2 separate regions of the Mus musculus genome follow, and region 2 is linked to region 1. A link is a contact called in public Hi-C data. All regions are on one chromosome and are shown on one strand. The core of a region is the stretch at or near the end of the contact, and the rest is flanking DNA. Distances in the headings are between cores, read along the strand shown. Region 1 overlaps 4930550C17Rik (RIKEN cDNA 4930550C17 gene). Region 2 holds the start of Cxcl14 (chemokine (C-X-C motif) ligand 14).

What was found. A called contact is a pair of places that touch in the nucleus more often than the background predicts.
Region 2: a contact with region 1 is called in a Hi-C map of forebrain, with 2.5 times the contacts expected there. The contact joins the promoter of Cxcl14 here to the enhancer-like site in region 1. A contact is called at or near these places in 3 of 484 Hi-C or Micro-C datasets (embryonic stem cells and forebrain), 2 of 115 datasets of contacts at active chromatin or transcription factors (both in embryonic stem cells) and 2 of 9 other capture datasets (adipose tissue and pancreatic islet).

The regions. Positions count from the first base shown.
Region 1 is chr13:56,219,652-56,225,332 of GRCm38.p6, forward strand. It overlaps 4930550C17Rik (RIKEN cDNA 4930550C17 gene), which reads right to left. Exons shown (of 5, transcript NR_131023.1): 5 at 2,573-3,459. Among named protein-coding and RNA genes, the nearest start is that of 4930550C17Rik, 21 kb to the right of the region's middle. Within about 2 kb of position 2,445, at least 75 of the 459 cell types and tissues checked have an H3K27ac peak or open chromatin away from gene starts, as enhancers often do. A contact at or near this core is called in forebrain, where this site is marked.
Region 2 is chr13:56,293,255-56,298,935 of GRCm38.p6, forward strand. Cxcl14 (chemokine (C-X-C motif) ligand 14) reads right to left here and starts at 3,297. Exons shown (of 4, transcript NM_019568.2): 1 at 2,856-3,297; 2 at 2,572-2,677. The coding sequence starts at 2,919.

The DNA.
Region 1 (5,681 bases), core at 1,195-3,694:
AAGACAGACTCTCTCTGTGCCATCATCCCAGCTGTGAAATAAAGCTGATGCCAGTGCCTTTGCAGGCATATTCAGAATAAGACACCCAACAGGAATCAGTCAAGCCAGGAGTAGAGCTTTCATCTCCTTTCTGCTTAGCGCTCTTCGAGACTTTCAGGGCTGCCTTAATATCGTGCCAGGATACAGGGCCTCAGAGGAAAAGAACTAAGATTCTTCAATTTAATGTGTATATTTTGTCTGTGTATGTGAATGTGCACAACAATCGGGTTGTGAGCCACCATACAAGTGCTGGAGCCAAACCAGTGTCCTCTGCAAGATCAAAACCAGCTCTTCATCACTGAGCCACCCACCTCTCCAGCTCCACTGTTGACCATGGGAATAATTAAAGGGTCTCCACTCCTGAGACCTTAAAACACACGTCACCTTGACTCAAGGTCTTTTGGGGGGGGGTGTTGGTTTTTGAGACAGGGTTTCTCTGTGTAGCCCTGGCTATCCTGGAACTCACTGTGGTGCAGGCTAGCCTCAGGAACTCAAGAGTTCTGCCTGCTTCTGCCTATGAAAGCTGGGATTAAAGATGTTCACCACCACTGTGCCTGGCAAGGACTCTAAAGTCTAAATCAGGAACTCGCAGGAGGGTTTTGAGAGAGGAGGAGTTGGGGAGCCTCTGTTTGACACGAAGAGTAAGAATGGTTTGGATAATGTCTGACTCATATTTAGGTAATTCTGGGTACTGGAGTAGTTCTGACCCCAAAGGCTTAAGACAAAAAGCAACGTCTAATTGCCCAATGAATTGGTCATGCTGTCCTCAGACTCAAGGACCAGAAGCCAGCAGTCTTCCTTATGCTTGGCTAAAGACTCCTCAGACTTCAGGAATACTCCTGCCTGGCTCTACCTTCTCCTGTTATTGCCACATTGTCTCTGAAGGTAGAAATTAAGGGCAGGGACCACCAGCCGGGGGGGGGGGGGGGGGGGGGGGGGAGGATAGGCCCTTCCTGGTCTGTGAACAGACAAGCCCCTGCCCTGCTCCCATCAAATTCTCCAGGGCTTGAAGTCCCTGCTGGTCTTCCTCAGAGGGCTTGGAAAAGGGTCCCCTGAATTCCAAGGAGAGATTTAAAGGAAACCTTTAAGGTAATTTAAGCCTTTAAGTATCACATCGTATTAAATATGTGTATACATATATAGTCTAGATCCCACATTACATTGAATTATATAGCATTCTAGAAGTTTTACATGTGACTATTACACAGCCTTACACTACAATTTTTCCTTAAATGTCGATTAATTTGAATTATGTGGGTTCTTCTTTTTTTTAATTTGTAGAATTTTTTTTTTCCAGTTTCAAACATTTCCATAAATCCTTCCGAGAAAAATCCTGAGGCTTTGTGTTTCTGTTTTGTGGGGTTGTGGCGGTGGGTGGGGTCGGGTAGGAGACCGCCTGATCTCCTCTATCCCCTCTGCCGACCTCCATCAGTCCTCCGGGAGGTGCCAGATTGTGTGGGCGGCGTCGCCTGGGGATGGTGGGATGGGACTCCCACCCGACTGAGGCTGCGGCGCCTTCTCGGGCTGGGTGGGGAAACTCCATCAGTGTGGCTCTCCCCTCCCCCTGGGTCGGAGAGGAGGGAGTGGAGGGCTCTCCAATTGGAGAGTCTTTCATGTCTTTGTTTTTGCAGTGATTAACCCGTCCGAGCGCGCTCCGAGCGTGGCTCCAGGCAGCGCCGGGTGGGGGTGGAGGTGGGGAGGGGACCGAGGGCAAGGCCTGGGAAGGGGTGGGGGCGACTCCAGGCTTTGTCGCTTTCAGGGGAACTTTGCTACCATAGCAATGGAGCTTTCTAAGGCCTGACTTTGATTTCGATCCCATTAAAAGAGCCTGTCTGCTCAGTCTCGCGAGTGGAGAGGGCGTTCCGTCCTCACTAGCTTGCCCTGTGCCCTCCCTACTAGGGGTGGGCAGGATGCTGCAGCGCCAGGAGAGCTGAGCCCGCAGACCCGGCGAGCAGAGCACGTTGGGGGTCGCTGGGATGGGCCCCCAGCCCCACACGCCCACTCCCTAGGGAGCTGCGTCCGGTCTGTAGCCTTGGGACTGGGGCGAGGCGAGCTGTCCAGCCCCGGCCGGCCAGAGGGAGGCCCGGCACCTGCCGGTTGTTCCACCTCTGCATGCATTTCACACTTTTCTATCCTGTTAGGCACCGCGCTCCTCTGTCGACGCGGACTCGTCTAACGCCCTGTTTTTGTTTTTTGGTGGTTTTTTTTTTTTTAAGTGCCATGTAGGCTTAATCTAGTTAGACGATTTTCTGCTTAAAATTGCATTGTTAAAGGCAATTGTTTAAAAGTGGGCCGAGGGCGAGGGCGCTCAATCTTTGAACCGGACGGGGTTGGCAGTCCTAGGCTGTGCACCGGTGGCGCACTGCACTGATCGGCCAGCGCCGGGCCAGAGCCCGGAGGGGGAGGGAGACACGGAACAATCTTCGGGCTTTCTACGGCTGGCCGAGCTATTAGCGCCGTTTACCCAAGCGCAAACAGATGCAAATGTCTCCGAAAACGTCGCACAAAGCTGTGCAGACAGAGGCGGCCTCTTCCGGTCTCAATAGCACTTTATTCCCAGTCCAGCGTCCTCCGAGTGGAGGGAAAGGGTCCGCACGCATTTTTTCACATTGGCTGGAAGTGGGTGGGGGCAGACAGAGCCTGCCACCGCTTGTGCTACACACTCCAGCTGCTGCGCGTTGAGGACCGGCCAGAGGGTGCAATGGCTCTGGGGACGCCAGACCTGGGGCCTGGAGGAGACAGCGGCGGGACTAGTGCTGTGGGAGGCGTTCTGAGAGACTTCGGATCTTTTCAGGTCCACAAAGGCCTAGCTAGCGTAATGGTCACGCTAGCACGAAAGGGCGAGTGCCCGCCACACCGGAAAAAAAGTGGGATCACACTTCCACAAGAACCAGAAGTAGTAAACTTGCAGTTGGGGTGCGCAACGGGTGTCACTGCACTCCTATCCTCGAGGAGAGCTAGCCAGAGTGCTCCTTGCTGGGCCCCTTGAGGAGGCTCGGAGACTCGACTAGCCCAGGGATAGCTCCTGCTTAGGGTCGGTCAGGCATCTTCTAATCTCACCGGCAGAGAATTCTGGTTTAGGAGGAGTCGTACAACTTGACCCTATGGAAGGCGATGCGGGAACTTCTGGCCTTCAGAGCAGAGAAGACCTGCCAGTAAAAGAGAGAGGGAGGGAGGGAAAAAGAGAAAGGGGGAGGAGAGAGGGAGATGAGGGAGAACAGAACAGATGGAGATTCAGCTGGTGTGCCCCAAGTGTGGTCCAGTGGTCATCATTTCCAGCTTAAACCCAGCCCTTCTTTCCAGTAGGGTTCATGCAAGAAAACTTCCGGCCTCGGGGCCAGGAATCTGGCAACACCACAGGCACAGTCCGGGAGCTGCATCAACTCTTCATACTTAAGCCAAAAAGTCCGTTCACTGGAGCTAGGGAAAACACAAGGATCTCACCAATAAAGGGGTCTTTAGGCTTCAGGGAGAGTTCAGGCTTCCATAAACTTTACCAAGGTCCTTTTTCACTATTGTTTCTCAGTGTCAGGGGAATAAATGAATGAGTTTGGGAGGGATATTCTGCGTAGGGAAGAATCCTTTCCAGATAGGACTCCTCACACCCACATCTTCTATCTGCCTCATTCTCCCAAATGGTTTCACGTTCCAGTGTCATCGATGGCTTTGTCAGCCTCGAAGTTTTATCTAGCTATCTATCAGTTTTATCTAGCCCAAACCCACACTAAGAGCAGGCGGTACATTTTAACACCAGTCCAGATTTAACTGCTCAGAGAAGGTGTTTTGAATGGTCATGACCGGGTGATGAGGACTCCACGTTGAGTTGTCTAGCCAACAGTGCAGAGCCAGGATTTGAACCCTGGTAGTTCATGCCAGTGTCCCTATGCAGTCTACTGAGTTTGTTACAAATGCAGCTTCTTTCTCCTCTAACCCCAACGTCACCCGCAGCTCTTGAGATTCTTTTCTCAGAGTTAGAGGGCCGCAGCCTCTCTCCCAAGAGGCTCATCCAGGTCGCCTGGGGCAGGTGCAGGGCTGGGCGGGCTCATGGGGCGGGGTGGGGGGCGTTATCTCCTGAGCTGTGGCGCCCCGCACATCTGTTTATCTCTGAAGCCGCGCTGGATTGGATTTCCCCATGATGTTTATCTCCCTCCGAGGAGCAGTGCGCAGCGGCTACGCAGAGCGCAGCTGCTGGGCATTGATTGACAGGTGGGAAGCTGGGCCTCCCGCCTCTCCTGCATCTGGGTGGGGGCTGCTTCGTTGTCCACCGCCCACCCAGATTTTAGAGCGCTGCAGGTGAGCATGCTGCTGGCAGCCAGGTGCCTCCCGGGTCTTTGGTCCTGGCAATTAGGGACCACTTAACTGAGGCAGAGACAGCCTAGTTAGGGTCACCGGCAGGGAGAGGGGCGGCAACAGACTAGTGAAAAGATGGATGAAGGCCTAACAAGTCATTTCCTAACTTGTCAGAGAGGCAGCCAAGAGGAACCCAGAGAAGATCCTCAGAAGTGCTCTCTGCTCCTGAGTCCTTGGGGGCGCCTAGGACCACCAAATAGTTGTTAAAGAAGGTGCAATAAGGCCCAGAGTAGGACCACTACAGGAGGCTGTGGAGTTTAGAAAATGCCAGGAGGTGGCCTCTCTCCGTGCTCCTCTCTGGCCTTGCAGTGAGTACTTGTATGTAATCACCTGAAGTGACAAGTCTTATTTACACATTGACCTGGTTCTGTCTGGTTGTCTGGTTGGCATTGACTCTTCATTGAGGAGACATTGACTTATTTTACACACTCCACAAAGTAACCAGCTAGTAGCAATTACTCCAACGTAAGTAAATCGAAGGGCTGTTTTAATGGTCATAGGGTCCACGGGGTATGACTGAACACTGACTGGGCTCTGGAGACCCACTCATCTGTTCCAGAGAGCTAAGAAGCGTGAGTTCTGGAGTAGAGATAGAACTGGCCCCAGCAGCTCTGGAGGGCCCTGTGTCTCTGCACTAGGATACAGGTCTCCAGGCTGTCAGATGGTCCACAGATGCTATCCTGTTAGGTGGCTGGGCTTTATCAAATTAGAAGCCCCAACTTCCAAGGCCTAGGATACATAATAGGAAACATAGTGGAGGGCAGTGGCAGTGTACGCCTTTAATCCCAGCACTTGGGAGGCAGAGGCAGGCGGATTTCTGAGTTCGAGGCCAGCCTGGTCTACAGAGTGAGTTCCAAGACAGCCAGGGCTACACAGAGAAACCCTGTCTCAGAAAATCAAAAAAAAAAAAAAAAAAAAAAAACAAAAAACAAACAAACAAACAAACAAACCCCAAAACCCCACAAAAAAACAAAAAGCAAACAAACAAAAGCATGAGCTGGAGATTACAGCGGGCTGCTGAGTGAGATGCTTTCTCAAAATAAGCTGGGTCTGGTGACAGATGGCTGAGATCCCAGCACTTGGGAGGGGAGTCAAGCACCCTCTATGCCTCTGATGCAGAGGACTTTGAGTACACCTGTCACAGTCAATGGCTAACCTTTGCAGTGATGGTTGGGAGTCTGGAGAGACTTAGGAGTTCAAGGACAGCCTTAGCTCCTTAAGAAGTTCTAGGTTAACCTGGGCTACATGAGACCTTACACCCCCCTCCCCCCAAAAAATTCAAAGACAAAGAA
Region 2 (5,681 bases), core at 2,047-4,546, 74 kb after region 1:
TAGGTGTCCAGGGACTTAGCTATCAATTACTAACTAGTCATGAGAGATGAGGCAGCCAGAGGCAAGATGAACTTCATGTGTGAGTTCAGTCCTGGATGGTCTGAGGTACGTCTCTCAGCCAGGCTGACCAGGGAGATACAGGAAGCTTCTAGGAAGACAGAGGTGGATAATGGTGAAGAATTAGGGTCTTGGAACAAATCAGAATGTGACTTCCTGATGGGTCATGCAAGGATAGTTGGAGATGAGAGTCGAGAGAGTGGGAGGTCTGCTCCCCACCTGGTGAAGAAGAGTCAGGGTAAAAAGGGCAAATTCTAGGAGGGGCACGCTTGCTGTGAACGCACACTTCCAAGCTGTAGGAACAGCAGACAAAATCTCGCAAGCAGAATGGGGACAGAAAGCTGTGTCAAGAGCTTGTTCTTCCTCTCAGACCAGCGATGGACATCTGATAAGACCTCGTAATTGGATCTTGTTTCCCTGGAGACAGGTGGATCCTTGCAGGCTCTGAGCATGGGGCCCTCCTACTTCTACCATCCCACAGGAATTACCACCTATATGTCTTCCAAACCCATAATGCTGCTGTTGCCCCGGATGGCAAACTCCAGTAAAAATAAACAAACATTAACCACCCCCAACCCCTTTCTTCATAGGCCAGAGTGTAGCCTGAACATCCTACTTCTGAAGGCATACAAAAGGGCTCCGTCCTCTGCCTCCCCCCTCCCCCAGAGGTGCCCAGAGCTTTCTCCGAATACTAGGGTTATGCAAATCAGAGGCAGGGTGCAGAATCTGGGATCCAAGACCTAACCACTACTAGAAATTCTGGGTCTCACTCTGCAGCAGTTCTGGGGTACCAGTGGTTTGGATCATAACTCCATGGACATATGCTATATATTGTCCTTCAATAACCTGGACTTGAGCTGGCAAGATGGCTCAGTAGGTAAGCGTCCTTGCCACCAAGCTTGGAGCTGTGTTTGATTCCTGGGCCACCTTCTGCAAGTTGTCCTCTGATCACACATGGGTCATGGCATGCCTACTCCCTCCCCAATTATAAGTGTGCGTGTACACACGCTCGCGCGCGCGCGCACACACACACACACACACACACACACACACACATTTTAAAAAAGGAATCTGGGCTTTCCCATGCCCTGATTGCAAGGACTTGTACTCAAAACACACACTGATTCCCCCTGCCCCCAGCAGAGATCTCTGGATGCCTCAGAGTGAACTGGAAATCTTGCCTTCAGCCTTTGTGGCTGAAAACCTATTTTGGCAAAAAGTAAGGGTCCCTTGTCTGATAGATGGGAAGAGGAACCTCTGGTCTGTTAAAAGATAGGGTGGGAAGGGAGGCCTAAGGAAGGTGGTCTCAGGTGGCCCCTGGAAGGTTCCCCAAGGCTACAGGAAGCCTTCTTTGCCTGGAATTTCCCCTCTCTACACAGAGAAGTTTAGTCAAGGAAAGCCTGCCTGGGGACGATCCTCTTCTTTTTGAGTTGCTGATGCTATTTTTTTTCTCCCGCAAGGTCTCTCAAAAACAATTTGCAATCTTTTCTGACATTTTGGACCCCCTAACTAGAAATTCTATTGTTCTTGTGACTCTTGCTGGGAGCATTTTAACCCTGAGCCAGCCCACACGGAAAAGGGTAGTTTTCCCTTCTCTGACAAGGGCAGGGGAAAGGATGTTAATTGTGAAGCTCATGACTCGGGTCAGCTCAGGCCCTGTGGCTCTCTGAGTTCCCTGAGCTTCAGCGGATGGAGGTGGTGAGGTGCCGGGTGGGGGGTGTGCCCTTCCTTCACAGACGCTGCGTGAAGGCCTTTGGGCAAGCAAGGGCAGCCGGTGGAAGGCACTTGCCCAGACCGAGAATAAAGTGTGTCCTGTTTCTGGGGGAGGGGAAGAGGGGCCAATGGTCCATGGCAAATATTTGGGAGCTGTTTTGCCAAGGGCTGCCTTCCTGGCCAAGAGTGTATTGATGGGAAAACGGCAGCGCTGGCTTCAAGTAGTTAATTGGGAAGGCTGAGGCGCAAGGAAACTCAGTGTTCTCTCTCTGCCCCAGTTTTTAAGACTTTGCCGGCATCCCCACTAAGCAGGCTGCGGTGGTGGCATGGCACATTAACCCCAGCAGAGCCCTTTCTCCAACATTGTTCAGATGCACGGACCCACAAGGCAGAAGAGACAGGAGCATTCTCACATTGAAAGCCCTGGGAGCCCCAAAGTGTCCACCCGTGGGGCGCTGAAAGGAAAAGTTAACTTCTCTCTTCAGTAAGAGGAAGGCAGCCCAGCCGGCCCAACAGGCCGGGTGCGTGTCCCGAGTGGATCTGGTGAAGATGGATGTTCTAAGCGGGCGCACCAGAACCACTAACTAGCCTACAATAAACCTCGCCTGCCACTTTGAATCCTAACAAGGACAGGCTCAGAGGGACCGGCCAAAGACACCCTCATCCCCTTTCCGCAGACTCTCAGGCAATGTCCCCAGGACTTGCCAGTCGGTCTTGTCAAAGGCAGAGAGAAAGGCTGTTATCAGTCCGATCTAACCCTAGGTTGGGCTCCTCCACAGGATATGCTACCCCAGAACTCACATAACCATCTTCTCCTCGCAGTGTGGGTACTTTGGCTTCATTTCCAGCTTCTTCACGTCGCTGTAGCGGATCTTGGGCCCCTTCCGGGAACACTTACACTTGGACCCTGCGGAAGAGCGCGGCCGGGCTGCTGAGTCGCCGCCGTACAGGTCTCCGCGACCGCCCAAGGTGTCCGCCCGGGATCCACCCCCCCACCCCCCGCCCCGGGTTCCAGGATGCCTAGGTGGTGCTTGGGGTCCCTAGGACGGGGCAGGACCGCGACAGAGGGCCCTCGCGGCACTCACCGTCCACGCGCGAGGCGCACAGCGCCAGGAGCAGCAGGAGCAGCGCGGCCGCCAGGAGCCTCATGCTGGCCGGAGGGGCGCGGTGGGGAGCAGGGAGGCAAGGAGGGCGCCGGCCTGTGCGTGCGGCGGCCGGGGGATGCCGCCCGGCTTGGTTCTCGGTTTCAAGCACGCCTCTCTCTGCTCTGCTCGGCTCGCTCCAGCTACGCCCGTCGATGGGTGCTCCTGCCGTCTGTCGCGGTGCCGCGCTGCGCTTGGCGCTGGGTGCTGCGATCTCCCCACAGCTTCCCTCCGCCCACCCTGGCCTCTTTTAAATTCGCTCCTGCCCTCTCGGAGAGCGAGCTCATTAATATGCAGAACCACTCGGTGACTCACTGAGATTTCTCAATGTGGTGGGGGGAGGAGATCTCCCAGACCGCCCTGCCGCCCGCCCCGGACCCATCGCGATCCCAGCGGCGCACACTCGGAGCCACGCGCGCACACACGGACACACTCACATCCGCTACCCTCTCGCTCCACAGCACGCCCGCCTTTACGCTTGCACACCCATACCTCAGTGCCTTGGAAGAAGGTCAGGCGGGAGCACGGCCTGCTGAAGGGTGCTGCTTTTCTGTTTCCTGTGGACACTTCTCAGAACACACAGGTTTACTGTCCGAAGCCACCGAGAGACCCAGGCTTGGCTCAAATCCTAGAGTTTTCAAGCAGGTGCCAAGTGAGAATGCCAGCAGGCCCGCCCCCTGCGGTGTTGGGCTCTATTGTGCTTGCTGGGCTCGTGGTCCAAGCTCAAGGCCAGGTGGGATTAGGGGCTCATCACAGGTTAAGTCTTTGATCAAGTCACTGCTTCGCAGACTGGGGGGTGACAAGTGGTGAGGGCTAAGCAACTCCTAGGAGGGGTCTATAGTATGATGTTCATGTGTGACTATCTAGGGGCTGTGAAGAAACCGGGGTACTTGTCATATACATTCATAAGAATCTGTAGGGCCAGGTAGAGCTCAGTAGGCAGCTATGACCATGGTAACAGGAGGGAGGCCGCCCCACCTTGTGAACATTGCACCAGACGGTGGTGGATGTAATTCCACCCTACCCCTCTATTCGCCAGCACACGGCTCTCCATTAAACGGCTTCCGTTTACTCTCTGTAAACCTGTGGGTTGTCATAGTGCCCATCCAAGGCACCTGTGAGAAGGACATACGATCATACAGAGCAGTTGTCAGGATGCAGGACACCATGCTCAGACGATGGTACTTAGGGGCATCATTTTGTGTATATATTTTATTCGTCACTTTGACTGGGGCAACTTCCCTCAAATTGGTACTTTTAAGTTGTTCATTCGCCAGGGCAGAAACAGGCACAGTGAGGAAGAAACATCTCACCCAAGGTTTTAGAACCAGGAAGCAGGTGACTAAGCCAGGAGGGCCTATGGATATGTGACTGCAGAGTAGGACCACTCTACTGTCTTCAAGCCCCTGCATTCTGGTGAAGTGCTGCTTTGACCCAGTGACAGGGTCCAGGTATCTTAGGCTCACAGAGGGCTAGCCTTGGCTCCCAGACTATGGTTTGCACCTTGCTGTGTTGTTAGCCTGGAAGCTCCTAGGGGTGCGAGTACCCAGAGGGGCTTCTGGGTGGGTGGGGGAGTGGTAGTTGGCTAACTGCAGAATCTGTACTTTCTCTTTTCTTCTCTTCTGTGTGCCTCTAGGGGAAGCTGTGCTTAAAGAGCAAGCAGAACCCACACCCGCCATTTCACCTGTCCTTAAAGTCACAATGGCATTGGGACACTGGGCTCAGCAGAGGGAATGCAAGATAATTTTTGCCATTTATTACACTAAAAGATTAAAATTTGGGCTAGACCCAGGTTTAATTCCCAGCCCCGACAATTGTCTGTAATTCCAGTTCCTGGGGATCTGACACCCTCACACAGACATACCTGCAGGCAGAACACCAATTTATACACAATAAAAGTACATATATTTTTAAAAAGATTAAAAATTGTTTCATGTATAGCAGCATGGGTTTATTTCAGAAATATAAGAAAACTGGCAGTTTTATCCACTCAGAGGTCTGCACCAAGATGAAAACAGCACCACCTTTGGAGCTTGAATGCATGCGCACAGCTAAGAGCCCCTGTACGTCTGGTGTGATGATCTGCCTGTTGTAGCATTCTTCATGTCTCTTTAAAAAAATGATGTTATTCAAAACCAAGAAGTCTGTGTCTGACATCAGTTGATCTGCATGTGACTTTGAGCAAATGACTCTTATGCCTTAGTCGTCCTCTTCTGTGAGAGGGGATGATAATGGTACTTCCAGCACAGCGAGGAAGAAAGTCTAACAATGGCTGTCTCCCAATGGAAAGCCCGAGAAGCCAATCGCTGTTCAGTCTGTGAGGCTGGATGTCTCAGCTAATCTTTAGTACTCATCAGAATCCCAAAGAAGGCTCTAATACCTGCCTCAGCAGCAGGTTATAACTTGGCCGTGAGAAAAGCAGGCCGAAGGCAAAAGCGCCTTTCTTCCATGTCTTTTATGTAGGCTGCCATGAGAGGGCGTGGCCCAGATTTAGGCCGGGTCTTCTGACCCCAAATGATCTGGATTTAAGATGTGTCTTCCTACCGCAAATGATCCAATTAACTAAAAAATCACTCACAGCTATTCCTAGCTGTTTGGGTTTTTAATTAATTCCAGATGTAGTCAAGTTGACAACGGAGAATAGCCATCACAGGGAGGAAACTACACCTGAGAATTTGGTTACCTTTTTCTTTTTACACTCGCTGAGCACCGGCTATGGGCCAGGCTCAGTGCAGGCACTGGGGACTTACCTGTTCCCAGGAGAGGGTC